Regions from separate parts of the Mus musculus genome. Here all the other regions are linked to region 1. A link is a contact called in public HiChIP or PLAC-seq and promoter capture Hi-C data. All regions are on one chromosome and are shown on one strand. Each heading gives the region's core, a stretch centred on a gene start, on an enhancer-like site or on the middle of the called end of the contact. The rest is flanking DNA. Distances are from core to core; before and after follow the strand shown.

The links. HiChIP or PLAC-seq counts read pairs in DNA pulled down with a chosen protein or histone mark. Capture Hi-C pulls out chosen DNA fragments and counts their contacts.
Region 2: a promoter capture Hi-C map of adipose tissue shows a contact between it and region 1. The contact joins the promoter of Lmod3 here to the promoter of Frmd4b in region 1. A contact is called at or near these places in 19 of 39 promoter capture datasets (the 3T3-L1 cell line, 3T3-L1-derived adipocytes, the C10 cell line and 12 more), 1 of 15 datasets of contacts at CTCF or cohesin (large pre-B cells), 6 of 484 Hi-C or Micro-C datasets (CD8 T cells, the HPC-7 cell line, bone marrow-derived macrophages and 3 more), 7 of 115 datasets of contacts at active chromatin or transcription factors (the 230-238 cell line, bone marrow-derived macrophages, embryonic stem cells and 3 more) and 4 of 9 other capture datasets (adipose tissue, embryonic stem cells, liver and 1 more).
Region 3: a FOXA1 HiChIP or PLAC-seq map of pancreatic cancer cells shows a contact between it and region 1. The contact joins the enhancer-like site here to the promoter of Frmd4b in region 1. A contact is called at or near these places in 3 of 484 Hi-C or Micro-C datasets (the C2C12 cell line, bone marrow-derived macrophages and cardiomyocytes), 11 of 115 datasets of contacts at active chromatin or transcription factors (the 230-238 cell line, bone marrow-derived macrophages, embryonic basal ganglia and 6 more) and 1 of 9 other capture datasets (adipose tissue).
Region 4: a contact with region 1 is called in a FOXA1 HiChIP or PLAC-seq map of pancreatic cancer cells. The contact joins the enhancer-like site here to the promoter of Frmd4b in region 1. A contact is called at or near these places in 2 of 484 Hi-C or Micro-C datasets (cerebral cortex and nephron progenitors), 3 of 115 datasets of contacts at active chromatin or transcription factors (memory CD8 T cells, pancreatic cancer cells and stem cell-derived neural progenitor cells) and 2 of 9 other capture datasets (adipose tissue and liver).

What each region holds. Positions count from the first base shown.
Region 1 is chr6:97,485,156-97,492,833 of GRCm38.p6, reverse strand. Frmd4b (FERM domain containing 4B) reads left to right here and starts at 5,014. Exons shown (of 23, transcript NM_001346637.1): 1 at 5,014-5,241. The coding sequence starts at 5,080.
Region 2 is chr6:97,248,569-97,256,246 of GRCm38.p6, reverse strand. It overlaps Lmod3 (leiomodin 3 (fetal)), which reads left to right and starts at 3,490. Exons shown (of 3, transcript NM_001081157.2): 1 at 3,490-3,969. The coding sequence starts at 3,676. It overlaps Gm32191 (a long non-coding RNA gene), which reads right to left and starts at 3,343. Exons shown (of 4, transcript XR_869294.2): 1 at 3,137-3,343.
Region 3 is chr6:97,273,438-97,281,115 of GRCm38.p6, reverse strand. No RefSeq gene overlaps it. Among named protein-coding and RNA genes, the nearest start is that of Gm32191, 24 kb to the right of the region's middle. Within about 2 kb of position 2,990, at least 246 of the 459 cell types and tissues checked have an H3K27ac peak or open chromatin away from gene starts, as enhancers often do. A contact at or near this core is called in adipose tissue, bone marrow-derived macrophages, cardiomyocytes and 3 more, where this site is marked.
Region 4 is chr6:97,311,004-97,318,681 of GRCm38.p6, reverse strand. The region is part of intron 11 of Frmd4b (FERM domain containing 4B); the gene reads left to right. Among named protein-coding and RNA genes, the nearest start is that of Gm32191, 62 kb to the right of the region's middle. Within about 2 kb of position 3,036, at least 28 of the 459 cell types and tissues checked have an H3K27ac peak or open chromatin away from gene starts, as enhancers often do. A contact at or near this core is called in pancreatic cancer cells, where this site is marked.

The DNA of each region.
Region 1 (7,678 bases), core at 3,765-6,264:
TTGTCATGTGCTCTACAGCATACTGAGCATCACCCCAAGCCTCTGTTGACTAGGTGTCGGGAGCACCCCTTGGTTGTGACAACCAGAAACACACACAAACGTTGCACAAATTTAAAGGTGGGGTGCAAAACTGTTCCCATTTAGTGGCCATTGAGCTGGACCTTGCTTGCATCTGCTTTAACAGTCTGGTGCCCGGTGTTTGTGGGTTTTGAGAACTCGGCTTCACACGCGAGGAATGCAGCTGAACAATGGCTACAGATGTCCGAAGCGCTCTTGCTTCATTCCATTTTCATCTTGCTCCTTTGAGACGGGCTCCCTCCATGTAACATCGGGCAGGACTGGAACCCATCATATAGCCCAGGCTACTCTTGAACTTGAACTCCATCAGCCTCAGCCTCTCCAGTGCTAAGATGATGTCATCACGCCCAGCTCAGATGGACTCTTTCTTTAACAAGCAGAGAGAGTCACTGGGAGCCATGTTAGGGCGGGCTGCCTCTTCCTTTCTATGAGTTATCAGTTTGTGCCATCTTCCTGGTGCTCACAGCTGCTGTCCTTCCTGCCAGTTGTTTAAGAAGCCTACGGGAGCCTCAGGGATGATGACAACTGTTCTTTGATGTCCCCAGCAGCACTCCCAGGTGTGTGAGTAATGCTGTCAGCCAAGCATCTCCCTAAGCCTCTGGAGAGAGCTACAGGAAATTACAGTGTGTTGCAGGGATCTCTGATGCTGGGCAGAGGAATATCCACCTCACAAATTAAAAGGGGGAAACAAGATAGTTCTCAAATGAGTGTGTTTTAGCTTTCTTTCCATGGAAAATCTCAGATCAGCTTTAAGGTGTGCGTCTGGGACCTGGCCTTTGCCTGTGACTGGTCACCAAGGTTGCTCTTTTCTTTTTGGCTATGCACCTCTGTGCAGCTGCACCCCCATCAGTTCCTGGAATGGAAGAGGAGGCATCTATACCTGTGTCTGGTGGGAACAATGAAGCTTCTATCTTACGTCCAGCTTTGAGTGCACTCTATCTTCCTAAGTCCATAGGAAACGCTGTCTCTGACGGGGAAAACTGAGCTTCTAGAAGCATTCTGGGGAAGCTGGAGCAAAGCATTAGAACTGCTCTTCCAAACAAGTCACCTCTGACCCTTCCCCTCAGCAAAGGAAAATGACCTAAAGAGCCATTTAAAAATTATCTTCAGAAAAGCATATTTGTATGTGCATGTTTGTGTGGGTAATGCATGGGTACAGGCACATGTGCACATGTGTGTGCATGTTGAAGTCATGGACTTCTACCTTGTTTGTCTTATTTTGTTGAGGCAGTGTCTGTTACTGGCCTGGAGTTCCTGGATTAAGTTAGGCTGGCTGCCTAGCACATCCTAGGGTTCTACCTATGTCTGTCTCCCTAGCACTGGGATTACCAACACAGACACCCATACCCAGCTTTAATAATGCGTATCTGGGCACTGAAGGATGACTCAGTCGTTAAGAGCACTGGGAACTCTTCAAGAGGACCTGGCTTCCAGTCCCAGCACCTACAAGAAAGGTCACAATGGTCTGCGACTACAATTTCAGAGAGTAGAACACCCTCTACTGGCCTCCATGAGCACTGCATGCATGTGGTGGATAGACTTACAGACAAGCAAAGTACACATCTGCAGGAAACAAAAAGTTTAATGTATATTTTACTTACACTGTTTTCCCTAAGTCCAAAACGTTCAGGGAATTCCTGCTTTCTGTAGTGATGGTGGCCGGATGTCCTTGGTGCTTGCCTCTTGCCAGCCGCCATTCTACACACTTCCTGAAATGTTATGTTTACTGTCTCTCCCCGACCCCGAGTAGTGGATTCTGATAATGTTCCCATGTTGTACCTGAGGGCATTCATACTTTGCCTGCTTAAGGAGTCTTTTCAAGGTGCTCAGGAACTTGAAACCATGGTTACCTCCCATCCACCCTTCTTCTCTCCCACAGGGTGACAAGCAAGATAAACGTCAGCTAGATTCGACTCAAGGCTAGGTGAAAAGCAAGACCACTAACCTCAGTCCCCATGACTGCTGGCCCGCAAGGGCCTAAAACCTTGCAACCTGAGCAAGCTCCCATGTGCTGTTGCTTGGCCTATCTGGCTAACGCTGTAATACCGTGTCTCACTCGCAGGGAAGTTGTCCAGGCCTGGAGAGAGGGTAGGGGTGAGGGTGGTGGCCCAGTGGGTCAAGTACTTGCTATTCAAACCTGAGGGCCTAAGTTCAGATCCTCAGCCCCCAGGCCACTGCCAAGTGACCATATGTGCCTGGAACCCACAACTGGGAGGTGGAGTCCGGCAGATCCTGGGGGCTCACTCGCCAGCCAATCTAGCCAAAAAGTGAGCTTCTCGGTCAGTGAGAGACCCGGTCTGGAGGAATAAGGTGGAGGGGCTGGGAATGTAGCTCAGCCAGTAGCACACCTGCCTGCCTAGTATCCACAGATCCTGGGTTTAGTCTCTAGAACCATGTACCCCGCGTGAGGTGGGGTAGCACATTCGTATAACCTCAACGCTTAGGAGAGAGAGGCAGGAGGATCGGGAGTTCAGAATCATAGTCATAACCTGACTACATAGCAATTCTGAGGCCACCCTGACTACATGAGCCCCTGTCTGGACAAACACTATTAATGTGGACAAGTGATTGAGGGACGTATACAGCATTGACCTCTAGCCTCCACATGAGCAGGCGTGGGCTCACATGAGCATATAGAGGGAAAAAAGGAAAGAAACGTATTGTAAGCACTAGCTTTGAAACCATGAGTCAAAATGTCCCAGGCTGCAATCGATGGCTGACGTGAGAGCTGATCGGTACCTGCCCAGGTGTCTTGAGAGCGTCTTTTCTCGGAGGATGGTGTCACGAGACAGTGGGAATTGACCTGTTGGGGATATCATTCTGGTATTCCCTAGGCTGCATGACATTTCCGAGAACTCAGGCCACTGCATCATTTAAAAAAAAAAAAAAAAAAAAAGAATACCATGGTTTAAAAGGCTTTTTTTTTTTTTTTGACGTTCCACAATTTCCCATCAGGTGACTTTTTTTCCAAATTATGCTTGGTTCATTTTATTCCAATTCAGTAAAACCTCCTATGTCAGACTGTGTGTGTAAACACCATGACTGTTACCCTGGTAAACTACAACCAATATGTTAATATGAATAGCAGACAGATTCCCGGCCAAGAAGGAGCATAGATCTCAGAGCGGTTGTGACCTCTATGAATCCCACAGACTCCCTTAAGCAATTTTTTTTCCTGGTGGTGAAAGAAATTTCATTAAAAAAAAAAAAAGTTTTCCAGTTATAGCCACCTTGGAACCCACAGGTGCTCTGAGAACAGATTTTCCTGTCGTTTTGGATGCTCCTGGTGTTTGGCCGGAATTAAGACGCTAAGGGCACATTTGAAACCTGAAATGAAACTGACTGACTGGCAGATAATCTGTCCCGAGGCCTCTGGAGCTAGTTCGGAAGAAAAGCTTTGGCATCTCACCTCTCAGCCACTTAATAGCAAAGACAATAGCACAGGTGTGAGTCGACCAATGAAATGCTCACCATTGTCCAACAAGGTAGATTCAGAGAGAAATACCTCCATCCTGAAATCTGGGGCAGTAGGTTGTTTATCTCTTCCTCCTCCTCCGCCTCCTCCTCATCATCATGTATTAATTATATAATAATGGGCTTCAGGACACTTTCACACATGGATAATGTCATTTGATCATAATCATCCCATTGCCTTCTCTTGACTCCGCCCCTTGATGCTGGGCCCCTCCCTCTCGTGTAGAGACGTCTGTGTACACGTGATCCAGTGAGTGTAATTAGGATTGCTTCCCAGCTGCAGTGAGCTTGCTCTGGAAATGGGATGGGATTCTGGGGACTGCAATGTGCAAACATTCTCAAGGAAAAATACAGACTCGGGTGTGTGGGACTTCTTAGATTCCCTTTTCAAACTCCTTAGAGACTTATCATTCCCTGTGGAGACCTTAAAAAGCACGAATTGTCCCAGGGCTTCTGGAGCTGAGGACGAGTTTTTATTTTTCTATTCATGTACTTATTTCGTATTTATTTTTGAGCAGTGAGCTCCCCCGTCGGATGTGTGATGCCATCTGTGGCCCGGTATATCCTGAGGTAGAATTTTGTACAAACTGACCAGGGATCCTCTCTCGAAGCTTCTGGTTCCTAGGGAGTCTTAACTGAATGCTGTTTGCCAGAGGATCAAAGAAGCCTTGTTTTTCTTCTGAGCCCACAGCTGCCCTGAAACTGGCCTCACGAGGGTATCAGGGAACCTGCTTTGCTGGTGGCCAAGGCAGGCTGGCATTTTCTTGGAGACCTTCAAGTTAGGAGCAAAGAGAGGCTGGAGGCGCGTACACACTGTTGCTTTGAGGCTCTTCATCTGGTTTCAGCAGAGCCAAGAAAACACGCACAATTCTCTCGGGAGTGAGATCTAAAGGGAGATGCTGCAGGATTTTTTTTTTCTTCCCGGTCTTCTGCTTCTATAGCTTCCCCAGAGGTGTTTATCACTGAGGTGTGGACAGAGCAAGATGCAAGGCAGAGCGACCTTAAAGAGTAAAATACAGGTGTCCCGGGGCTAGGTCTAGGTGTGTGATTGTGTGTCTGTGTGTGTCTCTCTCTCTCTCTCTCTCTCTCTCTCTGTGTGTGTGTGTGTGTGTGTGTGTGTGTGTGTGTGTGTGTGTGCAAGCGCGCTGAAATGCAGCTCCCTACTAGGCTTGCAAAGAGTTGCTGGGCTTTGCCTGCGGCCCTGTGCCCAGGAGCAGCTCAGCGGGGAGTCCTCACTGGCCAGGGCTTCCCGCGCCCAGGGAGCACCCAGGGCTGGCCTGGCGGAGCTTAGGAAGCTGGCGCTGGGTGGGGGCGGGCGGGGTGACACAGCCTCCGTGCCAGTCGCAGCCGTTGGCTGGCGGGCACCCAATCCCCGGGCATGCCGCCCCAACCTGGCCGGGACACACAGTGAAAGGCGAGTTCAGTGGCAGATCTGACCCCCCACCCCCCACCCCCGGGGCTGTCAGCTACAGCAGAGCGTGGCGAGCCCAGGATCGCGGAATCCAGGCTCCGAGGGAAAGCAGCGGCATGGCTTCGGTGTTCATGTGCGGAGTGGAGGACCTGCTGTTCAGCGGCAGCCGCTTCGTGTGGAACTTGACCGTGTCCACGCTGCGGAGATGGTACACCGAGAGGCTGCGGGCTTGCCACCAGGTGCTGCGGACGTGGTGCGGGCTGCGGGATGTGTACCAGGTGAGCCCAGGAGCTGGCGCCCTGGGGCCATTGCGGGGATGCCCGGCGCTCAACTGAGGACCGGTCCACCTGTATGATTTCATAACCTCAGGCTTCCCATATCTTTGTTTTCAACTCCTCGCGGGGAGCTTAGCGCTTGGGTCAAGCCCTCAGCAGCTCTAGCTAACTGTGGCTTGATAATTTTTTTTTTTCAGTTGGGCATGGGGGCACTTGGGAGTTATCCGCTCCCCCACCCCACCCCAAGCAAACATATATTATAACGTGATGGAGGTTCCTGCTGGCACTAGTAAAGGGGCTTATAGCCTTTGCAACACGTCGTTTGTGGAAAGCGACTTTGAGGTTGAGAGGATTATTTCTGTTTTATTTCATTTCATTTCATTGGAGGTGGCCATTTCGGAAGCTATGATTTCCCGTCATTGCTTGCTGTCAGAGCATGTCTTAGTGAATTTGTCTTCTTCCTTCTTGATTTTATTGCACTTTTCCACCAGGCAGCCCCTGCTTCCAGGGCACAGCCAGGAAAAGCTGATTCTGTGTTGCCTGGCTTTGGGACGGAAGGACAGCGGCGGATTGGGAGCACTTTGTGGGAGGCTGACAGGCTAGGGAAGGGAAGGGTGGCTTGGCTGAGCGCTGGAATGCTTACACTTGGATTTAATCTGTCGCACAACACAGCCTCTTTATTGCTTTGCTGGCTGGCCCCATCTTGCAGGCAAAATCTGCAGCAACTTTGCCCAATGAGGAGACCATTCATCCTCTCTGGGATTGCAACTTGCCTGGATTTTTGTGAACAGTAGTAAATGGATATAAAAGTACTCTGACTGGGAGATGGATACCTTTAAGATAAAAGAATAAAAACTGCATTGTTGAATTATGAAGATTCATACCTGGGCTTCTTTCCTGGGGATAGTTTGTTACAGTTCTCTGAATTCCTTACACATAACCTGACCCTATTCCTAATAGGGCTGAACTATATCTGTCATAGAGTGTCCCATATGCGACTCTAGCTTTGATTTTTGAAAAGTCATAGTCTTCCATCAACCAGATAGAATAAAAGCCAACTAAGGACAGACTACAAGAGTTCTCAGGAATGAATGTTCCCTTGCTATTCTTGTTTATACACACACACACACACACACACACACACACACACACACATTTTAACCTGTGGTTTCAGTGTTCCTGGTTTGCCTAACATATCTGTAATATGTTTGAAATAGACTTAGCAAGGCTCACTGACTGAGAGCCCTGGAGGCCCGATGGGGCTTGAGAGCATTAGGGAGCTGTGCCCATAGCCCATCTGGCCACCAGAAACTGCACTCCTGGCTTTTTGGAGCCAGACGTGTGTCTATCTTTCAGTCCTTTTCTCTCTTGGGAAGTCTCTGCTCACTTTGGTTGGGAGTAAACACACCCACCCCAGCCCCATCACGTAGGGCCGCCTTTTCTTTTTAAATATTGAGGAACTTTCAAAAGGAAAGCACAAATACTGTAGCCAATCAGACAGGCTCCATGCCCAGACTCCCCACGGATTCTGTGGATTTATGGCTTACTGCTAATGCTGTTACTGAGCAATTCGGAGATGACGATTCCAAAAACCGGAGAGTCTTTGGCTTCTCTAGCTGATCGGCCAGTAGTTACTCTTTTTAATTTTGAAAATGTTTTGTGTGTACGTGCTCATGATCGTGTGGGTGCACACACATATGCAGGCATGTGGTACATGTGCACACATACGTGTGGCCAGTAGGGTCACTCCTCAGCAATACTGTCCACCTTAGTTTTGAGACAGGGGCTATCATTAGCCTGGGGCTTGCTAGTTAGATGAGGCTGGTTGGTCAGCAAGCACCATGGATCTCCCTGTCCTTGCCTCCCAAGCACTGAAATTACAAATATATAGCACGAATCATCAATCATTCATCTTAAACACAACAGCAGTTTGAAAGGGTAAGCTGCTCAAATATTTTGTTCTCCCCTGTAAGACGGGTGTTAACTGAGCTCCTCTCATCCTCCCGGTCAATAAGAGCAGGCAAATAATGATGGCTTTATAAGTATTGTCATAAGCAGAGAAAAAATATGACATTTACATTAAAGGCTCCTGTCCTATGGAGAACTAAGATTTAAAAAGCAAAGCAAAACAAAACAAAACAAAAAAGACAATTTCCACCCTAGGAGAACTATAGTATCCCAGGGTGAGCCACAGACCTAGATTGCTTGATCGTTTGTGAAGATGTTTGTTTGTTTGTTTGTTTGGGCAGTTGCATGCACGAAACCTAGGGCCTTGGTGATTCTAGGGTGAAGACTCTACCTCTGAGCTTCATTGCTATCTTAGAAAGATCATTAAAAAATGGTTTTTTTTCAAGTGCTTTGCAGTAAAATGGCAGCGCAGATTATATTGACCGTGAAGCAGTAGAGAGAATGCTTTCTACCCTCCGCCCCTGAGATACAG
Region 2 (7,678 bases), core at 2,241-4,740, 240 kb after region 1:
GCTCTGGGAAGCAACTGAGAGAGATTTAGTCACTTCCCACTCATGAGAGATGCTGTCAGAGGAATCAGGACTCCTTGTAGCAATGATCTTCAATCAGCTTGGTCATCAGAGGCACGGGAAAACAAGTGGCATACCTCAGGACCAAGTGATAATCTGAAAGAATTCAAATTGTCTTTCTCGGGAGGGTTCCATATCTACATTTCACTGCTAAGCTTTTGTGTTCTTCATAGGCAATTGCATCTAAAAGACGCTTGGCTACTTTTTGTAAAATTGCCAAGATTTTTAAAGCCTCTTGTTTGTGGCTGTTAATATAATGTTTTCTTTTACGGAAGCATTTCTTTTTTTAAATGCAGGGTCAAAAAATATGAAAAACTAAATTCATTTCATGTAAATGCATAAGTGGTCCTCTTAATGTTATCCCATGGTAAGTTATATACATATATGTTACTATGCCTCTTACATATATATGTGTATATATGAATACATACATATATACATATGCAGGTATGTTGTGGTGGTTTGAAAATGCTTGCCCATGGAAGTGCCACTATTAGGTGTGGCCTTGTTGTTGTTTTATATTTTATACTTTGTTCTTGTTTTTCCTTAACTGTTTCTGTGGCTGATGCTGAAATATGACACACTGTGTTGTTTGAGGGGATGACTAGGGGGAAACGCACATACATGTTCAGATGCACTTGTTATCCTTTTTTTTTTTTTTTTTTTTTTTTTTTGAGATAGGGTTTCTCACTGGCTATCCTGGAACTCACTCTGTACACCAGGCTGGCCTCGAACTCAGAAATCCGACTGCCTCTGCCTCCCAAGTGCTGGGATTAAAGTCATGCGCCACCACTGCCTGAAGATGCACTTTTTTCTAAAGGTTTTTATCTATTGATTTGTTGACTCTGGATGAAGAATTCTGGAGCATAGAAAGATGTGTGTGTGTGTGTACACATATATGTCTTAGGGCTTTATTGCTGTGAAGAGACACGATGACCAAGGCAACTCTTATAAAGGACAAAATTTAATTAGGACTGGCTTAGAGTTTCAGAGGTTCGTCACCATAGTGGGAAGCATAGCAGTGTGCAGGCACACTTGATGTTGGAGGAGCCAAGAGTTCTACATCTTGATCTGAAGGCAGCCAGAAGGAGGCTGTCTTCTGCACTGGGTAGAGTTTGAACACTAGGCAACCTCAAAGCCCACCTACACAGTGACACACTTCCTCCAACAAGGCCATGCCAAATAGTGCCATAGTGCCATTCCCACAGGCCAAGCATATTCAAACAACTACAACATACCTGCATATGTGTATATGTATGTATGTATATATATATGTATATATGTGTATATGTATATAATTAACCATGGAATAACACTAAGAGAACCACTTAGGTCTTCACATGAAATACATTTAATTTTTCATATTCTTTGACCCTGTAATTTGACTTCTTAGAATTTATCCAACTTAACCTAAGCAAATAAACTTGGGTGCATACAACCATGTAGCTAGTAAGATGTTCATTGAAGCCTGTTTGTACTTCTGAGAAATGAAAACAGTTTAGATATGTAACAATTAAGGATTGGTTATATGAACTATGCACTTTATAAATTATAGCTCTTTACAGAGAGATCTTAAAAGTTATGTTTTTCTAGAATATGTAATTACCTCAAAAGTAATCTGATTTGATCAAGGAGAAAACAGAGAGCAGACTGGATATGGGTGGTGCTTGCCTGTAGTCATGACACATGGCTGTCAGAGGCATGAGGATAGCTACAAGATCAAGACCAGCCATGCCACGACGTGTGTTCCAAAGCTACCTAACAAAACTATGTCAAAAACAAACAATAAACCAAAGAGCACAGGGCTAGGGGCGAAGCCAAGGGCAGAGTTGACTTCCAAGGTCAAATTGCCAAAGGCTATAAAGATGGCATGTTGATCCAGAGTTCCTATTTCTAAAGAAATGACTGAGACAAGCCAAAGCATTCATTGCAATTGCTCTCAACAGGGAAATAAGGTGAAAAATTCACACTCTCTCTTGTTCTGTATCTTATGTTCCTGTTTGTACAAAAATATCTAAATTTCTGAGTAAAGAGTTGCAAAACTCAGAATTTGACAATAGTTAGCCTATGGTGACACACGCCTTTAATTCCAGCACTTGGGAGGCAGAAGCAGGCAGATCTCTGGGTTCAAGTCCAGCCTGGTCTACAGAGTGAGTTCCAGGACAGCCAGGACTACACAGAAGGACTCTTGTCTCTGGAAAAAAATATAAAAATATAATATATATGAAATATATAAATATATAATGGTGAAGCCTTTCTCCAGCCCAGCCCTCTAGACACCTATACCCCTCCCTAAAATCACGTGAAATGTTTGGTTTCTTATTTATTATTCAATAATCTATCTCACTGATATTTTTATATTTATCTATTTGGGTTGTGTTGGAGACAGGGTCTCTCTATGTAGCCCTTTTTGTCCTGGAACTTGCTATGTAAACCAGGCTGAGCTTGAACTCACAGAGATCTGCCTGCCTCTGCCTCCTGAGTACAAGTACAAAGAGACTAAAGGCATCCAGAACCTGGCCTGGCTCTTATTTTTATTTATGTACATTTGTTTAACTTACTGTCTCAAGACTATCCTGTCATGCACACTGTTTTAGAGTTTTGTGTAGCCAGCTAATGTATACAATTGTGCTTTCACCTTGGTGGGAGTGTATCTGAGGTATATACCTCAAAAGGTAGGGTTGTTGGATCAACATAAATGTATGTTAGCAATTTGAAAAAAATTAGTGTCCCTCCCCCACAGTTTACAAAGAAACTCTTTTCATGTCCCTTTTCTCCCAGTATTTCAACAGTATGATTACAAACATTCTCTTCAGAGCCATCTTAATTTAGCTAGGTTTGATAAACACTTACTAAAGACATAAATGGTTTTAAACCCCTTACATGGCCCCTCTCCCTTACATGGAAATTCAGGGCCTTGTTATCCCCATCTGTCAGGTCACAGGATCTAGGTGCAGATAAGAGCAGCTTGCACCGGTTCACTTACACAGGGGTGAATACCATAGCAAGACCTGAGCTGTTCCCTTCAGAGGCACGGCTTCCAGAGCCTGCTGGAAAGATCAGGCAAAGCCCAGCTCACCGGCCACCTTCAGGGGACGACGCTTCTATTCCAGGAGAAACTGCATTTGCTGGCTGGATTTTCATTCTGATGTTTTGTGAGTTGTTTAGATAAGCAGCAGCAGGCTCCCCGGGAGATCTAGAGCATGGGGTGTGGGCTCCCTGGGGTGGGAGGGCTTTAGAAAAGAATGCGTTTATTCCTGCAGAGATTCCATAGCCCGGCTACTCGCTGTCTAGCCCAGCAGCTGTACTGAAATGTCAGATGGATTTGTCCAGATGACTCAAGTTGCCAAAAAGGGACTCATGTAGTAGTTCCACAACTTGACTCTGCCCAGAAAACCTTGCTTAATATAGATCCCACATGAGCTGAGCTATAGTCACTCCCAGCAGCTCAACCAACACCATTGAGTGAGAAAATCTCTCAAGGGTGGGTTGGCCTAAGATATTTGTTAATTAGAAGACACTGAGGTGTTTGCATACTGATTCCTTCTTTAAAATATATCATATTGGATTATTTCTTCTTTTCTGGTGATCTAGAAACAGATAGAAAAAAAGTAAACTATGTCGGGGCACAGCAGGAATTCGGAGCAAGAAGACACCCTTAGTGAGGAGCTCGATGAAGACGAACTCCTAGCCAACTTATCCCCTGAAGAGCTGAAGGAACTGCAGTCAGAGATGGAAGTCATGGCCCCTGACCCCCACCTTCCTGTGGGGATGATCCAAAAGGATCAAACAGACAAGGCACCCACAGGAAACTTCAACCATAAGTCTCTCGTTGATTACATGTATTTGCAAAAGGCGTCTAGACGCATGCTGGAAGATGAACGAGTTCCTGTCAGTTTTGTGCAGTCTGAGGTAACCAGGGATCTGTGTGGGACACAAATGGCTGCCGGGACTGGGCTGGCAGGGTAGTGTTTTGCAATTGTGATTTCTCAAGACTGAATGAAATGTGTGATTCTGTTTTGGATTTTGGCACACCTAAATTAAATTATAATATTAAGTTCTAGCCCAGGCTGTAACTTTCTGAAAAAATAGTATAATTGCAAGGTAGTGGGGAGAAGGTGATAACCTCTTGTCAGTGTTTCTCTTTCAACATTGGCACCAGGGTCTCTGTGTGGAGTTGGTGGTCTGTAGCCATGAATGACATGTAATGGTTTAACACAGAAACAGCTCTTCTGTCTTTTTTTTTTTTTTTTTGGCTTCTCCTTTTGAGAAGCTTGTCCAAATTCTACTCCACATTTCTCCAGACTACTTATGCACATACGATATTTTACATATAATGTCAAAGATTCCCCACTTCTGAAGAAATCTGGCCATACACTAAGCCAAACCCAAGACTGAAAACGTGGGCACACTGTATGTGCATTGGGCATCAGTGATGACACCTGAAAATTGATGTCTAAGAAGGAATCTTCAAGAGAGTCCTCTCTTGAGATACTTATCTAAAAACTAGAGCTGGCATGAGTTTTGTATAAAGCACAGTTAAAATTTAATTACATTTTTTTATTATTAGGTGTGTGTGTGTGTGTGTGTGTGTGTGTGTAAGTGTGTGAGTGTGTGTGTAGGTCAAGCGAGGTGGCAGGTACCTTTACCTGATAAGCCGTCTTGATGGTTCTAAAGGACAAATTTTAATGTTGCACTTAAAAATGATTGAGAAGAAAGAAGACAGATTTCTTATGTATGGTTTCTTTGGGGCCACCTGCTAGACACAGGTGCATGTTGTCACATTGGTGTGATAGAAGACAGTAGTGAGCATTAAGCAGAAACTGAAGTCCAGGAAATAAATTTCAGGCTTGATCAGACCAGAGCTTATCGTGTCCTTTGCAGACCTCTTACAATTGCACTTCTGTGAGTTCGAAGACAATTCCATACAAAGACCAGTTTTAGGAGGACTACAGACAAAAACCAATGCTTTTGTTTCCTCGTGTGCATTAAACAGCTTGATAATTGGCTCCCCCTGCTGGAGCAGATGAGACATGGGGTGTTTTAGGAGGTAGTTTAAGGACAATGTTGTCAACTGTCATGTATCACCAGCGTTGAGTTCTTGCTCAGAACACTGCATGTCAGACTTCTCCACCAGCTTTGGGAATTACAGCCGCAAGATGCACAGACGCACACAAAGTGGAGAAGGATTCAGGAGAAGCTAGTGGACTCTGATCTGAAGCCTGCCTTTTCCCTTCCCAGACACTGCAGAGTTGTAAATCTCACCCTAATCCTGTTCCATTTCAAGGCTGGCTCTTTCCTCAATGCGCTTTGCTTCAGAGACTAGTGAGTAATGAAGGTGGTTTCCCCAGAGCTAGGATTCAAACCAAGGTTTTAAAAACACACTCCAGGTTATCAGAGTAGTCTCCTTCCCCTGCACCATGTCACAGTCTCAGAGCCTCAGGAAATGCAACATCATGCGTGTCTCCGAGAGCAGTGGATACTTTAGGAAGGGTAGAAGGAATATTTTCTTTTTGAGATAAGGGTTTCTCTCTGTAGCCCTGGCTGTCTTGGAACTCACTCTGTAGACAAGTCTGGCCTCAAATTCACAGAGATCCACCTGCCTCTGCCTCCCAGGGCTGGAATGAAAGGCGTGTCCCACCAGAGCTCGGCAGGAAGCTATTTTCTAACAGAGCTCTGTGGAGTAGAAACACTCCCTTTCAAATACACATGGAACAAAGGCTTTGCTACAGGGATCTAAAAATCTGTATCAGTTCCAAATATGTTTTAACAATCATCTTTTAAAATATCGAATCTGTGGGTTGGGGATTTAGCTCAGTGGTAGAGCGCTGCTTGCCTAGCAAGCACAAGGCCCTGGGTTCGGTCCTCAGCTCTTGGAAAAATAAATAAATAAATAAGTAAATAAATAAATAAAATAGCATCTGAAAACAAAATTAACTAACTTTTATTTGAATGTACTTGGTCTTGTGTATCCTCAGGGACTCCATCCTTGAATTCAACGAATTGTGAACTGAAAACACTAAAAAAGGTTTATTTGTTTATTTATTTATTTGCCATGTGGACTGGATATATACAGACACTTTTTTCTTTTTTAAAATAAAACAGTCCCTGTTTGCATCATGTATAGCAGCTATTAGGGTGTCTAGAAACAGGGTAAAATGTCTCATATGGGCAGGCGGGGTGTAGGATAGAAATGTGCATACACATATATATGTATGTACGGGCACAACCCCAAGCGTGTGTCTGCAAAAGTTCCTCCTAACTTGGTTGGTTTTGCTCACCGTGGGATCCTCTGTAGCAGCAACACAAGGCAAATGTAAAACCAAAGGCTGCACAATGCAGGTAGCAGGCACGCGGCAGACGTTCAGTTCCTCCAGGGGTTACCTTCCTGACTCAGAAAAACAAAAACAAGGCTTTGATAATAATTATAGAAGTGTTTTCCTGTACATATATAAATTTGTACGTGTACATATATGGAATAACATTACACATACGGTTTATTAGATTGAGTTAGTTCACTTAAAATGGTTTTCATTAAAGTTTTTGTTTGGTTTGGTTTGGTTTTGAGACAGGGTCTCTCTATGTAGCTCTGGGTAGTAGAGACACATTATTTAGACCATATGCTGGCCCAGAACCCAGAGACTTGCCTGCCTCTGCCTCCGGAAAGGTGAAGTTAAAGGCAGGTGCCACCATGCCTGGCTTTAAGTTTTTACAAAATCTTTTGTGTATGTGTGGTTTTTTTATGTATGTGTGTTTCTGTGTATGAATGTGTGTGTGTGTGTGTATGTGTGTGTGTGTGTGTGTGTGTGTGCATGTGTGTCAGAGAGGGAGGGAGAAGGAGAGGGAGAGGGAGAGGGAAGACCACCTTAGGTGTCAGTCACAGCATTCACCTGTTTGAGTCAGGGTCTCTTAGTCTCTTAATCACCACTGGCTGGCAGGCTTAGCTGGCCCGGAGCCTTCAGAGATTCTTCTGTCTCCATCTCCTGTCTTTCATCTTACTTTATGTGGGTGCTGAAAGTTTGAACTGGGGTCCTCAGATTCTTAGGCTGGTACAGCCAGTACTTTACCCACAGAACCATTTCCCCAGCCCTAAAAATATTTTGAAAGACTATTTTTTTTTAGATTTATTTATTTATTATATGTAAGTACACTGTAGCTGTTCTCAGATACTCCAGAAGAGGGCATCAGATTTCGTTACGGATGGTTGTGAGCCACCATGTGGTTGCTGGGATTTGAACTCGGGACCTTCAGAAGAGCAGTTGGCGCTCTTAACCACTGAGCCATCTCGCCAGCCTTTGAAAGACTTTTTTATGTTTAATTGTGTGTGCATGCACGCATGCATGTGCATTCCTTTGTGAGATTAGCCTTAGTTTATTTGAGTACAGTACCTAAGGAGGCCGGAAGAGGGTGTCAGGTCCCTGGAGCTGGAGTTAAGAGAAGCTGTAAGCAGCTAGAAGAGGGTGTGGGGAAACAAAATCAGGTCCTCTGAAAAGGCAGCAAACATTTCTTAACTGCTGAGCCATCTCTCCAGCCCCCTAAAAAATACTTTAAACCCCAGTAGACATTGTTATATTTTGTATTTCCTTGCTGCTATGGATTCTAATTGGTGTAAACCTTTCTT
Region 3 (7,678 bases), core at 1,741-4,240, 210 kb after region 1:
CCCGCAAAAAAAGACCAAGGGTGATGAGAGAGAATAAAGGCACGAATCCTACCTGAGATTGGTGGGACATCCCAGGTCCCTTTGAGGAGTTGATGCTGGATGAGGTCATTCCCCAAATACTGAGGCTAGTATTAAAGAAGTCTGAGCAACAGAAAAGAAAGCCCTCACAACGGCATTCAAACTGTCCTGTGTGTCAATTCACTTAGCCCTCTCCTGTGACTCTATCGGAAAGTTGTATGCCCTGACAAGGCCATGAAGAATGGCTCAGAAAGGTTGCCAAACCTTTGGTCCCATGACCACACAGTAACTGTTAAAGCTAGAATTCCCAACTTTGCCCTTGATGTTGCCGTCACGTGCTCTGTGAGGACCAGGATGCTGCTGAGGAAGCAGTCAGTGACAGAGCAAGGGCTTTGAATGGAAACCAAATGAAAAACGAAAACAGAAAAGGAGGAAGAACAAAAGCCTGGGAAAGAAGTAGAAGGAAAGGCTGGGAGTCAGCTCAGCAGGGTGACTGTCACAACCAGCAATCAGGAAGAAAAGTCCAGTCCACATACTTTCAGGCTTGCAGGGAGTTCACAAGAGGGGCGATTTGGGTTTCTCCATCAGGGTTCGACTTAGAGTCTCCATGAAGGGTTAGGGGACAGCCAGTGGGCTAGAATAATCTTTGCAAATAACATGGAGGAAAATGCGCTGCAGCATTTGCAAGATGTACCCCTAAATGCTTCTCTTGCTGGGAATGAGCCTCACGTCATCCCATGTCTCTCCTTCCCAATATACACAGCACACACACACACACACACACACACACACACACACACACACTTGTTGGGGAACTTATTATCTAGCTTGCCCTTTCCCCAGAAAATACAGGCATCCTAAAAAGATCAAAAGCCGGGAAATGGAAAAGGTCTCATCAGGAATCCCAGGAGCTCCAGGCTGGGAGAGGCATCCCCGGCACCCTTCAATTACTGGAGAAGCCTTTCAGGGAGTTGATGGTGGTGTCTGGACAGACACCACTGTCTTCATAAAGTAGTGGTTAGAGGTGTGGGCTTTGAAGTCAGGCTGTCTTGGAGACAGACTATCTGGCTTGGAGTCTGTCCCAGGCTCAGTGTTTGCTGGTTTCTAGAACTAGCATTAGTCTTCTAGGCCTCGGGTTCTTACAGGACTCACCAGGGTACCGTACAAGTTGCCCAGTGTAATGGGCACAAACAGTGCAGCACAGCATGTACCTGACGAGAATAAAGTAACCTGTGTGGGAAACTAGTAGGTGCTGCTCCTGATCTAGAAAGCTGTTTTTTTTTTTTTTACACCCCTACCCCACCCGTGTGTGTATGTGTGTGTGTCTGTCTGTCTGTCTGTCTGTCTGTGTCTCTCTGTATGTGTTCGTGTTCCTGTGTATGAGTGATAGCATGCACACGTCATAGTACATCTGCCACAGTACTTATTTGAAAGTGAGTCTCTTGCTTGTCCAGCACTATTTTATGCTGGGTTAGCAGGCCCATGGACTTCTGGGAAATCTCCTGTCTCTGCCTCACAGCTCACTGTAGGACCACTAGATTACAAATGTGTAGCCGACTACTGGAATACAGACGTGCAGCTCTGTCACTTGGCCTTCTCTGCCTTTTCAAGATCCAACCTGAGCTCCTCACTGTCAGGGGGCAGTTGCTTTACCGATTGAGTCATCTCCCTAGCCCCAGACCCGAGGTGCATTCATTTAGCCACTCAAATAACAGTACTGAAATAAACATCCCAGCTGAGGGTTGATTCCTGCCCCCAGCTCCTAGAATTTTCCCCCCTCATTTAATCCTCACAGCAAGGCCACCACAGTTAATCCCAGCCCAAAGCTCTTGGATGTTAGTCTTGTGCCCGGTGTGTAGTTAGAGGCACTTAAGGCGGGGTTCCAGAGACAGCCTTTGTGAAGTGTGAGTTCCTTCCGTTCAGAGTGCACGGACAGGTAGGCTACACTAGAGACCTGAATGGGTGTTTTCCACCTCCTCCTCCCCCCTCAGCTGTCCGGCAAGGTCAGGGCAAATTATACCTGTGAGTATTCAAGAGTGAGTACCACCTTAAATCAGACACCCTGGCACCTCCCTAACTCATGCTGCGTCAGGTCATGCTGTTGGCTCCAAGACAAGTCACTGCCTTTTCTGCACACATAAGAAAGCAAACAAGCAAAAGATTTAGAGAGAGGGGGGAAAAAAAAAACAAGAGGGCAGGCAGTTAAATTTGGAAAAGAGTTCTAAGTGCCAATTTTTTTTTTTTTTTTTAAGAATTTATCTCTCAGGCATCCTGGGAAAATTTTAGACAGAGCTGAGAACAAAACCATTCAGTATGGGAAGTGTGTCCTGTAGACCTGAGATTCCTAGGCGACTGGAAAATGAGGCCAAGACCACTCCTAGGGTTTGGCTGAGGAGAGAAGGTTTTGTTGTAGGTGTGAGGGAGAGGACAGCCAAAGGCATCTGGAAGGGTCCAGACTGAACTGGGCCACGGTCGGGGATGGGAGGCGAGAGAGGAAAGGAGTGGCAAGCGATCCAAGAGAGGAACCAAGATACTAAGAGGGCATGTAACTAAAATGGCTGAGTTATATAGCGATCAGAGGCTGGGGGAAGGAAAGCCCAATCCGCGGGCTACAGAGGTTTAGGGGAAGGAGAGGGGGAGGGGCGAGAAGTTCAGGGAGAAGCCACAGGCTACTGAGAGGTAGCCAGAGTCAGCTTTGATATGTTAATAGGCACCTCAGGTAGCCAATTGCCCTGGGTTTCTTTGAGACCTAACATTAGGCAAACCCTCCTCTGTGCAAGGGCAGCTGGGACAGTTCCGAGTGAGAAGTCTGTGCAGTGAGGTGTCACACGCAGATAATGTCCTTCCTGCCTTTCCCGGGCACGGAGAGGTGCCCCGGCTCAGTGCATAAGCCCTTCATCTGGACAGAACCTTCTAGACTAACTAGGACCAGGTTTCTTCTAATCGTTGGGCTGGGTCTGGACTTTCAGAGCGTACAATATTGGTTAAGAAGGACACCTAGGGGCCGTCCCGGTTTACTGCAGGCAGGCACTCCTAGCTGCCCTGGATTCGGGATTCTCAATATTGTATGAACAAGGTGCTGTAGGTTACAGGGAGAAGGAAACAAACCTAACGAAAGCCCAGTTTCTAATTTCTAACCCCCAACACTTCTGATTACTCGCTGTGCTCTTGGGGGAGTTGTTTGGGGGGTTAGAAGCATGGAGAAATGTAGGGATTCAATAACATCTAACTCTTAATAACGTGTGCCTCAGTTCTTGGGACAAAGTAAGCCACGTCTTGTTATTGTTTCTAATGGGACTCTGCAAGGAAGAGAGTTAGTAACATTTAACAGCATTAAATTTAAACATCAATAATGTAAGACTTACATTTTTAATAGTCACTGAAGACCACAGTAGAGGTTTATAAAAAGTAAAGTACTTTCTCAGGGGGAAAAAAAAGTCAAACAAGCCAAACTGGCAAGATTTTTTAAACACAGTCTTTTAGAAAATCAAAATTAATTTATACATACACACAAATTCTGCTTTTTGGTTTTTTTTAAATTTTTTAAGTAAAGACAGGCTTGATGTGACTGGTTTTTCCTTTGCTTCAAACAACAAATGGTTTGTCCCTGTCTGGTACTGTGCCAACATATAACAAGAGGGCCCAGTGACATCTTTGTTTGCTTTAGATACAAGAATGAGAGCCCAGGATAAATGCTCAGACACACCAAAGGTCACATAATCAAGTACAGAGGAAATCACCCCCACACAGGAGCATCCTGGTGCAAGTCACCTTTTAAAGGGCATATGAAGAAGGACCACAGCGTTGGGGTGATCACAGGGCCTCGTGCATGCTGGGGCTGGGGCTGCAGCACAGAGACACATGCCAGCTGGGCATGGATCTAACTCTGCGCAGTCATGTGTGTGAAGGGAGAGAGAAGGAGACAGAGACACAGAGAGACAGAAACAGACAGGGAGACAGAGAAAGAAAGACATAGAGACAGAGACAGGAAGGAAGTGGAGGGGGAGGGAAGGGGAGGAGATAGAAGAGGGGGGAATGGGGAGAGGAGGGGAGGGGAGGAAGAGGAGGAGACATAGAGTCTTACATGGCCAAAGCTGGCTTCCAACTTGTGTAGCAGAGAACGACCCTAAACTTGTAATCTTCCTGCCTCTACCTCCTGAGTGCTGGGATTAGAGGTGTGTGCCACCGGGCTTGATTCACTGGTGCTGGGGACAGAACCCAGGGCTTTACACATATTGGGCAGGCATTCCACCACTGAGCTACATCCCCCCACCCTCATACTATTACTTGTTGGCAGAGATTTGGGCTCAGAGCTTTCTACCGTAGGCTGTCATTTTACTGGCCATGTGGTAGAGTTTACTGGTGATGTGTTTAACAAACAGAGACAAAGACCCAGTTAGGTTTGAATTTGAAACAAGCAAAGGGTGAACCTACATGGAGTGCATCCATGTCCCCAGTGTGTCCTCTATTTTATCGCCCTGTCACCCAGGCAACCTGATGGTTTAGTAAATAGAGCTGCAATTTCAAAACGGTCTGGATCTCCCTGGTTAGTTTTGGCAATTCCTCTAGGCTCCACCCAACAGCTACCTAGCAACAGCTTGCGCAGCTGCTTGCTTGGTACTAATAGCCAAACTCTCCCCTCCCCCTCCCCTTCCCCCTTCCCTTCCCCCTCTTCCCCCTCCCTTTCTCGCCCCTCTTCTCTCTCCCCCTTTTCCCTCTCTCCATCTCTCTCTTCCCCACAAGTTCATGGCCATCCTCTTCCTCTCTCCTCCCTCTTTGTCCTTCTTTGTCCCCCTCCTTTCCCAGGTCCCCTTCCCGTTCGCACTTGGCCCGTCACATGGTGGTGATTCCTCTGGGGAACACCTCCGGGCCCAACGAGACTGTCCCTCTCGCCCCTGCCGCATTATATTATGTTTTATAAAACACAACAGTTAAGACTCTCATTTCTGTGCTCTTCAACAGATCAGCAAGTGTAGATGGCTTTTAACAGAGTAACGAGATAGAAAGAGGCGTCAGAAAGTGGCTCAGTGTCTTAGGCTTCAAGGCAGGGGTTGAGTTTCTACTGCCTTCACTACCATAGCTGCTTCGGCACAGGAAATGCTCTGCACAGAGTGTGGTACCTGCCCATCCTGCAAATGCTGTTTCTTATACTGAGAGCTCCAGCTCAGGGCAACATAAATTACTTCCTTGGCACAACAACAACCCCACCTCCAAGGATCAACTTCCATTTACAGTGCAATGTAAATTATTGAGAATGTGTGGACTGGGGGCTTTAAAAGTACCTGTAATCACGTTGCCAACCTGGCTCTGAAATATCAGCCAGTTCCAGCTCCTTGGAGCTTAGTAAATTGAGTATGTGGTGAGCAGTTATTTCTTCTAATAATGTGGCTGCGCGCTGATGCAGACAGAGATGTCTCTAGATTCGCCTCCACGTTAGTGACCTTTGGAGGGTTTGGGGGGCATTCGTTTTTTTAATTATAGAGGAGTATTAGACATTAGACCACTTCAATTCCTAATTCAGATCCTTTCGACCTGGGCAAGTTTCTCAGGGCCCTCCCAAATAAATAAACCCTTCCCTGAGCAGCACTAGCTGTAGCTTTATACAGCTTTATACAGCTGTCAACCTCAGGATTGCTGTGGTGTGTGTGTGTGTGTGTGTGTGTGTGTGTGTGTGAGAGAGAGAGAGAGGGGGGGGGTGGAGGGAGAGAGAAACAGAGAGAGAGAGAAAAACAAGAGAGAGAGAGAGAAACAGAGTCCCATCCCTCACCAGTCTCTTCCTCCATTAGGCTGTGTGCTTTTAGGTTTCAGGGACCCTACTAGATATAGTGATACATGCCTGTAATCCTGCTATTCAAAAGACTAAATACTTCAGTGCAAGGCCTTGTCTTAAAGTGGGGATTTAGGAAGTTCCATGAGTGTAGTATTTGTCAAGCAAGCACAAGAAGACATGAGTTAGAGTCCTAGCACCTAGGTTTAGGTACATGGTTTTAATCTCAGCACTGGGGAGGCAGAGACACCTGAATGGCTAGGGTTTGCCTATTTGGCCAGCCTAGCCCATTTGGTGAGTTTCAGGCTAGTTAGAGACCTTGTCTCAAAAAAAAAAAAAGGAAGAAGAAGAAGAAGAAGAAGAAGAAGAAGAGAAGAAGAAGAAGAAGAAGAAGAAGAAGAAGAAGAAGGAGGGAAGGAAGGAAGGAAGGAAGGAAGGAAGGAAGAAAGAAAGAAAGAAAGAAAGAAAGAAAGAAAGAAAGAAAGAAAGAAAGAAAAAGGGTAGCACCTGGGGAATGATAACCGAGGGTATTTATTCTTATTTTTATGAACACTGGTGCTTTGCCTGCGTGTGTGTCTGTTTGAGAGTGTCAGATCCCCTGGAACTAGAATTACAGACACTTGTGAATTGTCATGTGTGTGCTGGCAATTGAACCCTGGTCCTCTAAAAAAGCAGCCAATGCTCTTAACTGCTAAACCATCTCTCCAGCCTCCCAACCCTCAAATCATGTTTTATTTCAATTCATGTTTCACTTGAACTCTGAAGCCACATCATTACTCAGGAACGTCAAGTATACTTGCCCTGCAAGCAAGAAGACCTGAGTTGGATCTCCAGAACCCATAAGGAGGAAAGAAAGAAAGAAAGAAAGAAAGAAAGAAAGAAAGAAAGAAAGAAAGAAAGAAAGAAAGAAAGAGAGAGAGAGAGAAAGATGGAGTGAGGGAGGGAGGGAGGGAAATAAGAAAGGAAGAAAAGGAAGAAAAGGAAAGAAGAAAGGAAGGAAGGGAAGGAAGGAAGGAAGGAAGGAAGGAAGGAAGGAAGGAAGCAGGGCATGCTAACATGCACGTGTACTCCTAGGAGGCATGAGAACTTCATTGAGACACATATCTGTTAGAAGTTCTGTAAGCAGAGGTGAATGGAGTGATATGAGCAACACTAATCTATTGCCTGGCAACTTGAACATCTAAGATGCAGGCTCCCTTCTGGCTGATGCTTCCCGAAGGCTGTGAAGGAAAGTCAGTTCTACACTTCTTTCTCTAGTGCCTGGAATCTTCAATAGAGGTCTTTTTGGCCCTGGTTTTGTGCAAGCCCCACCCCAGCCTGTGCCTCCAATGTTCTCCAGGCATTTATTCTGCCAATCTCTGTGGCCAAACTTCCCCTTTTTATAAAGACCAATTGTGTGAGTCTAGGACCCACCCTAAGGATCTCAGTGTAATGAGCATGTGGAAACTTCTGGTTTCTTTGGAAAATCAGTTGTGTCCGATGGTGTTTTGATGGGGCAGACATGTGAAGGAACGTTTCACTGAAGCAGACACAGGTGAGAGGATGTTTTGCTGAAGCAGACACATGAGAGGATTCGTGATGAGGGACTTTTCTGACGCGCATGCATTGGTTCATCTTACATTGCACTGTTGAGCTCTGCTTGTCATGATGTCATAAAAAGAAGAGCACCAAAAAAAAAAAAAAAAAAAAAAAACCTCCTGGTGGTGCTCTGGCGACTTCTTGTCACTTCTTCAGACTCGGGCTGAGTGATGTCAGCTGTTACAGACTCACATGGAATTTTGCTATGACAGACTCGTGTGGTGAGACAAGACCCAAACCAGGACACGTGATGTTTGGAGGGAGTATAAACAGGACACAACAGTGATGGGGGCTTGCGTGCAATGCTTTGCAAGG
Region 4 (7,678 bases), core at 1,787-4,286, 170 kb after region 1:
ACTTCCCTGCACAGTAGGACATCTCTCACCACCTCTGTGCTTAATTCCAGTTAGGGGTTGAAATTCTGTGATGAGGACTTTCCAAGATTCAGTTGAGTGTAGTTAAAGAAGGTGAAAGGCATTGTAGAGCAAGCCCTTTATCCTTCAGGAAGTCCCCGTCTCATTGCAAGGAAGGCTGGGAAGCACTGTCTTCATGCTGGCAGGCTGTGGCCAAAGCTCTAACTCAAGTTGTTTTGTTACCAAAAAGAAATGCAAAAAAAAATATACTGTGGAGGAAGTAATTGTGGCTGCTAACTTATCTGTTTCTCTGAAAATATTCTAGAGAGATGGTTGGTGAAAACAAGGAAATCATATCACTGTAAACTCTGAATTGCCTCTGGTACAATTCTGTTGAGATGGAAGATCGGGCATGGGTGGGGAGGGACATTTGGTGTGTTCAGGGAAGTGACATTTAAGCTAAGACCTGAATGATGAGACGCTCACAAAGAACAGAGTGGTTTGTTCTTCGCTCACAGGAAGGAGGTAGGGTGAATGTTCAAAGGAGACCACTGACCACATCTTCAAGAATGAGAGGATTTCTTACATAGGAATGGCAGGTGCTCTCTGCAGAAGAGGAAATAGCTCTGCACAGAGGGCACCATCTCATACCCATGGCCACCCTCTTACTTGCTATACCTAGGACTTAACCAATGGTAGCATTGTCACACACACAAAGAAAAATGACATGTAGAGTTGGAGTTTGTAGCTCAGGTGTTTGCCTAAAGCTGGCAGGGTGCTTATCTAACACGTATGAGGTCTAAAGTTTGATTCCCAACACCATATAAACCAAGCACGGTAGAGTGTACCTTTGGTCCCAGTGTTCAGGAAATAGAGGTATGAAAATCAGAAATTCAAAGCCATCTTTACATTTAGCGCAAATTTGAAGTCAGACTGAGAAACAGTGAGTTCTGGGGGCTGGGTGTGGGGACAGGGAGAGAGAGACAGTCACAAACACAGAGACATAAACCATAAACAGAGTCAGAGAGTACCTGGTCATCTGCGGCGACACCTGGGAACAGCACCATGCCAGGCCTGGTTGTCTGACATGCATGCCCATGTGCCCCCATGCAAGTTGTAACAGGAAAGAGGCCAACCCCTCAGCCCTGGGTGGAGACATGGCCACAGAAGAAACTTTGGTGAGATGATGTCATTTTAGATATCCAGTTTTTACATGACACATTTTTTAAATACCCAGAACCTATCCTAACCCATCTAAACCTATTTGCAAAATAGCCAACATATTTAACTGATTACATGTGAGGTGTGACATTTTTACATACATATGGCTATGACATCACACCTGAAGAAGAATAGTTTTCAGACTCTGAGAATGTTCTGTTGGGATCTCTTATAAAAGTATTTTTACCACAACTGATACTGTTGAGTACACAGGACCGCTTTAGTCTGGGATAGTTAAGTCTCTCTAGCAGGTAACAGGTAACGTTTGTATCTAGAAAAGTACCTGAGCAACCATGTTGATTCTAAAAAGTATTATCTATGTGAAAGAATCGGAATTCTGATACTTACTATTATGGAGCAAAAGCATCTTCATTTACATATCCTACCTCTCAAAACCCAGAAAGAACACAAAATATTGCCCCCTAACTCAGCGTTTCTCAGCCCCAGCTGGATCACTAGCTTTTTTGAAGTATGGAACTCTCCTGAGCATAGAAGTACAGGGCACAGTGTCTGCACTTTGTCCTGGCAGCATCCTCTCTTCCCATGTGATCACCAGCCAAGTCCCCTCCCACCACCAGATAGCCTGGAAGTGGGGTGAGGTGGGGAATAGTTCAGTTGCCCTGAGCTGCAAACCACTAGTAATTGTTGAGGGATATGCAGGTCACAGGGCACATATGTAATCCCAGTGCTTGGGAAGCTGAGGCAGGAGGATCAACATGGGTCTAAGACTAGCCTTGGCTGTGAAATCAAGCCCCATTTCAAGGGACTTGGTCCTATTCCACAAAATGGCTGCCATAATTGCCTTCTCTGTTCTTTTTAATCTGAAGTATACATGAATATTACTCTTTCCCTTCCTTTTCTCCTCCTCCTCCTCTTACTCCTCTTCCTTCTCCTCCTCCTCTTCCTGTTAAAAATACAACAAATGTCACTATAGATTCCCCCCTGACCAAAAAAAGAAGAAGAAGAAGAAGAAGAAGAAGTGATGTGCTATGATGCTATGCTGGCATTTTGGATCCTGACTATGGTTGCAGGTGAATCCCAGATCCATCCCTGCTGCCTGGGTGTCTTGTCAGTGGCCCTTCCCTTCTGTGAGCCTTTGTTTTCTCCTGGACGGGATTTAGCTTAAGACGGTGCTTCCATGTCTGGTTGTGGGGAAGGGTCAGTGCACATGGTTTTTGGTACCCCAGAAGGCATTAGCAATATCTTTATTCATCAGATATAACCCTCAGAATAGGTTAGTGCTGCCTGGTTTGCTTTGCTTCACATCATGGGATATGGGGGAATCACCCTCCCCGAGTGACTCATTGTTTGATGTACCTTAGTTGTGATTATCCTGAATTTAGTCATTTCCATTTGAATTTGTAGTTAAATGATTAACCTATAATACAGGAGCCAATGAAAAGTCCCAACTCCTTGTGCTATCTTTTCCTATCCCACCTTACTCTCAGACCTGGGTGATATGTAGTTGCAGTTTGTCATGATGTAAAAGAGAACTGGGTCCTTTCTGTCCAAAGTGCTCCCTATGAGGGGGGAGGGGGTCTTATGATCCTCCAGCAAACCCCTTGCCCTATGCAGCAGGTTCTCCAACATTCCTCTGCTTGTCAGGGCACATCATTTTTTTTCCTGGCTACTCCAGACAGAAGGGAGCTTGTTGCCCAGTCTATCTGTGGGACAGGCTGATGCCCCACCCTTCTGTTTTTCTATTCCTCTGTGACTGCCAGGTATGGAACAGAGGAACCGATTTCCTCCCTATAGGCTATGTCAGGAAACCACCCATGAGACCCACACTCCCTGCCCAGGATGCACCAGGAAACCACCCAAGAGATCCATGCTCCTAGTCCAGTGTGGTCATAGAAATTGAGAACTGGAGGCCTGGTGGATGACACAGCTATGTCAACAGAATAACTGAGCTGTTTCCTCCGTGGAAAGAAGATGTGGAGGCAGATAGCTACGGCTAGCTTTGTTTCTGCTCTTAAGTGGCTGCTGCCCATTTAGTAACAATTAGCTAAGTGTTCAGCAAGCCCTTCCTTCACAACACATTAGCTCAACCACTCACTGATGGATATGTTGAGCCAGGCTCTGGGCCAAGTACCCTACAAACATAAACTTGTATTTGGAGAACCTTTGGAGGCAGGCATCATTGGGCCGTTTAACAAAAGAGGAAACTGAGGCTTAGGAAAGCTAAGCACAGCTCTTGAGTAGTGGATTCGATTGTAAGCCCAGACCCTCAGGGCAGTCCTGTGTGTGCATGCCATGAGGGATGGGACCTGCTCACAGCTCAGCAACAATCACAGGACATTGCCCATAGGAGGTATTAAAAAATACTGTTGAAGCTGGGCGTGGTGGCGCACGCCTATAATCCCAGCACTCGGGGGGGGGGGGGGGCAGAGGCAGGCGGATTTCTGAGTTCGAGGCCAGCGGATTTCTGAGTTCGAGGCCAGCCTGGTCTACAAAGTGAGTTCCAGGGCAGCCAGGGCTACACAGAGAAACCCTGTCTCAATATATATATATAAAGTTGAGACAGGCTCAGTAGTGCATGTGTTTAATCCCAGCACTTGGTGGTAGAGGCAGGTAAATCTCTACGTTCAAGGCCAGCCTGGTGTGGTATACATCAGACCTATTTTCTAAAAGTCCCTCAGGGCTCCCACCCCTTCAAACTATCAGACTGTTTTGTTTTGCTTTAAGGTTTTATTTATTTATGTTTGTGTGTGAGTTTTTGCTTGCATGCGTGTCTGTGTTCCACATGTGTGCCTGGTGCCTATGGAGGTCAAAAGAGGTCAAACAACCTGGAACTAGTGTTACAGCTGTGAGCTGCCCTCTGGGTGCCGGCAATGAACTCCTCAGGTCCTCTGGAAGAACAGGCAATGCTGATTCACCTTGCCAGCCCCAAGTTCAGGTGGAGATATGGCAGAGGTGACCTCGGCTAGAATAATGGTTGATATCTACAAAATGCCTTAAATATTTAAGACACTCCTTTCTTTGAATGATGTGTCATAATGTAGCAAATATTTTTTTCCCTAAAGTCTTCAGATGCCTTTGTGTCTGAACAGGAAGAAGACTTCATGTGCATACGATATTTTTACACACGAGTTTATTTTCTAACAGTATTTGACGCTACCTACCATGGTCCCCTACCTCGGCGTTTAAATCCTGGACTCTTCCTCGTTTGAAGACAGAGGATGAGTGACTTTGAGATATGTCTTCCTGTTGTGATTTCTGGAAGATATCTTCCGTGACTCCCCCTCCTTCCATGTTTTATCCATTCCTTTACTTTTGTGATATCAGAGTAACCCAAGACACCGCCCGCTCGCCTGTATCTGCTTGCTTCTGTTGATTCCAAAGAGACAAGTAATCATTGCAAACGAGTCCAGAATAGAGAGACATTGGGGAGGCTTTGTCGACAGTCTTCCTTTCACACTTCCGCTCTTTCCCTTTTACAGCTAGCAGCATCAGGGAAACAGCAGATTCTCCACTGCATGGCTTCCACTAAGAGCACGTTGACAATGAACACTCACTCCAGCCAGCTTTAGAAAAACATGTCCTTTCCATATTCTGAACGCTATTGAAAACGAATCCCGTCCGTTGTCTTCCTCTTTCTTTAAAGTCTTCAGGATTAGCATTTTAAGTTGGGCAATTTTGTTTTTTCTGTTTGTGGTAGGAAGATTGCAAGTAGGTTTGTATACACGCATGCACACAAATGCTTTGCTGTTTTAACTCAAACGACACATACAATGCCTGACAAGTTACTACATCCAAGATGTGGTAAATCTGTAGTGTAAAGCTGCTTCCATTTTGCCTCCTTTTAAGCCCGAATCTTCTCCTCACATTCGGAATCCCATTGGCACCTTCGACATTTCTCAGAGATGAAGAGTCCTTCTTATCTGTTTCCGAGACTACTTCTCTAAGAAAGAGTTTCAAACCAGGCAGGTTGCCTTGGATATCTCCCTAGCCAATTTCCCTTTCCCCTTTTCATTAAATCTCCACATGATTTTGACCAGTTCTGGTTTATTCTTTGCTGTTAGGCACTGGGACCAGAGAAGAGCCTGTATCCTGGTTGAAATCCATAGTCGGTAGTCTGTTAGGATTTGAACACTAGTGCACCTTTAAACAACATCCACCCGCCTCCATTGGCCCTTCCAGACCCTCAGCCTCCTCCCCCTCACCCCTAAAAACAAGCACTCAGAAACACTTGAAAAGTGTACTGGAAGAATGATGGTACACACTTCATGGAAAAAAAAAAAAAACTGACCTATCAAACAACACTATCTTACATCTAACCACCAGCTAGATCAAGTGCAGTTACAATAAAAAGTATTTGTAGCCACTGTAAACGTTAATAGGATCGCACTGATAGGCACATGGAATTTCTAAAGGATTCTCCAGATGACAGACAGAGGTCTGGGCTCTGAACTGACAGACAGTCATTCATTTTATGTCAATTTTCTCATAATTTTGAGAAATAAGTATTATTTTTATTTTTGAATTATATTTTCATTTGAATTTGAGAATAAATGTTGAGGACTGACTTCCAGAAAGCACGAGAATCAGGCAAAAACAACAACAACAAAAACAAACAAACAAACAAACATGGACAGGGACTAATTCTGTCAGTTTAATTTCATCCCAGCTTTTCTCAAGCTGAAGTTTCATGGCCCACTTACTCCCTCTACATTCTACCCAGAGTCCATGTTGTTAGCAGTCCCAGGCCACCTTCATACTGTTCTGTCCAGGATCTAAAAGCACCCTTTGCATAAACTTTTAAGATGGAGGAGGGGGACTGGGGGGAGGGGGGAAGGGAGCTCTTCTGACACAAAAAAAGCCCTGCCTGTCTCCCATAACGTCTTCTGCAAATCCAGTTGCCATGTAATTATTTCCGATTCTCTGTAAATAACTAGAAGCCCTTCAGTTTTAAGTAGGGTTTCTCCTTTGCTGGGGCGCCAGCTTGCTCTGCGCTCCGGGCAGGCTGAATGGAGTCAGCCTAGCATTTCCCATTCGCAAGTGATAAGAGGGGGAGGTGGCGGCGCGCAGAGATCAGGTTTCAAGTGGAGCCCTGTTTTTATGTGTGTGGGAATGGACGCAAAGGAAAACACAGCCCGGCTGCCTTCTGACTCTTCCTGTTGAACCTGTTCGTGTGCCAGTGAGTAGACCTGAGTAAAAAGGTTTTCCTCAAACAGCCTTGGGTGCAATTCGTGCCTGGATTCAAAGTCGGCTCACCTCTCAGGAAGTACCGTGGGAATCCAGGCTGCCCCATTTTAGAACTCTTTTTCTGAGAAAATCTACCGGAGAGAACCTGGCTCCCCTCTCCCTGACGTGGAAAGAGTGTGCTGGGGAGGTGTCCCTCGGCAGAGTGGCTGATGTCAGTGGTGTGTCAACCGTGGGAGGCTTGGTTTGTGAAACCGAGTTACACCTAAGTGTCTTATGAAACTCGATTCAGAAGGTACCGGAGCTACCGTCGTGGGTAGGGAGGCAGGCAGGATCCCTGGGCTTCCTCTCACGTTTCTGCCCCATTTGGGGGAACTTTTGGATTGAAGGAAATGACAACGTCAGCGCCACAGAAACCGTAGGTGTGGGTATGTAGCTCTTTGTGTTTACTAATTCCTTGAAACTGGAGAGCCGGGGCAGTTGCAGACAGACAGCTGGGTGTCTGTCCCTGCTGCACGCTAGTCAGTCGTGCTGTTTGGGGTCTAAGGTTCAGTCTGGACACTGGCTCTACAGCGGCTCTTACAAACTGTACAGCTCAGCCCATCTTAATGTGCGCCCACGTTTGTGGAAAGCTTCTGTTCTTTGGGAAATGTGTTTTCTGATTGTGTGCTGCAGAGCAACGCTTCTTAGACAACAAAGTGTGTTCTAAGAAAGGCTCTGGGGGTCGCTTTAATGTGGAGGCAGATCTTAGCAATGTCTGAGGTTGTAGGAGAGGACCACCCGGTCCAAGATAAGACCTCGAAGAGCCTGCATCAATCCAAAACTTAATGAAAGGGCTGCAGAAATCAGCCAGGCACTCTCAGCCCTGTCAGTATGCACAGTTTATCATATTATTTGGCTTTTGAAGACACATTTCCAGCAAAGTTTGTTTCTCCATCCAAATGACAAGTCACTTTGAGTCCCCCATCGTAAAGGCAGCTGGACAAGGCAGGCAGAGGTTGGGAGCTCTGGCCACACCTGGCAGCTCTTCACTTGAGAAAGCTGAAAGAGTCAGCCGTCGCCCCCACCCCAGCCCTTGCTGGATTCCTGGCATTCTGTTTGTGTCATTGTGGGGCACTGGGCTAGGTGAGCTTCTTAGACTTGCCTGGGATGTTCTTTTACTTTCACTTTGCGTGCCTTTGAAATGTTATCTTTGATCTTTATTGAGACATCCCCTCTGGTGGCTTTTCCATTTAAATGTGAAGTCTAGCTAGGTCTTTTAAGCAGAAGGTCTGTGCTTACAGTAACCATGCAGGTTTCCTGTCCTAAGGTTGAGTCA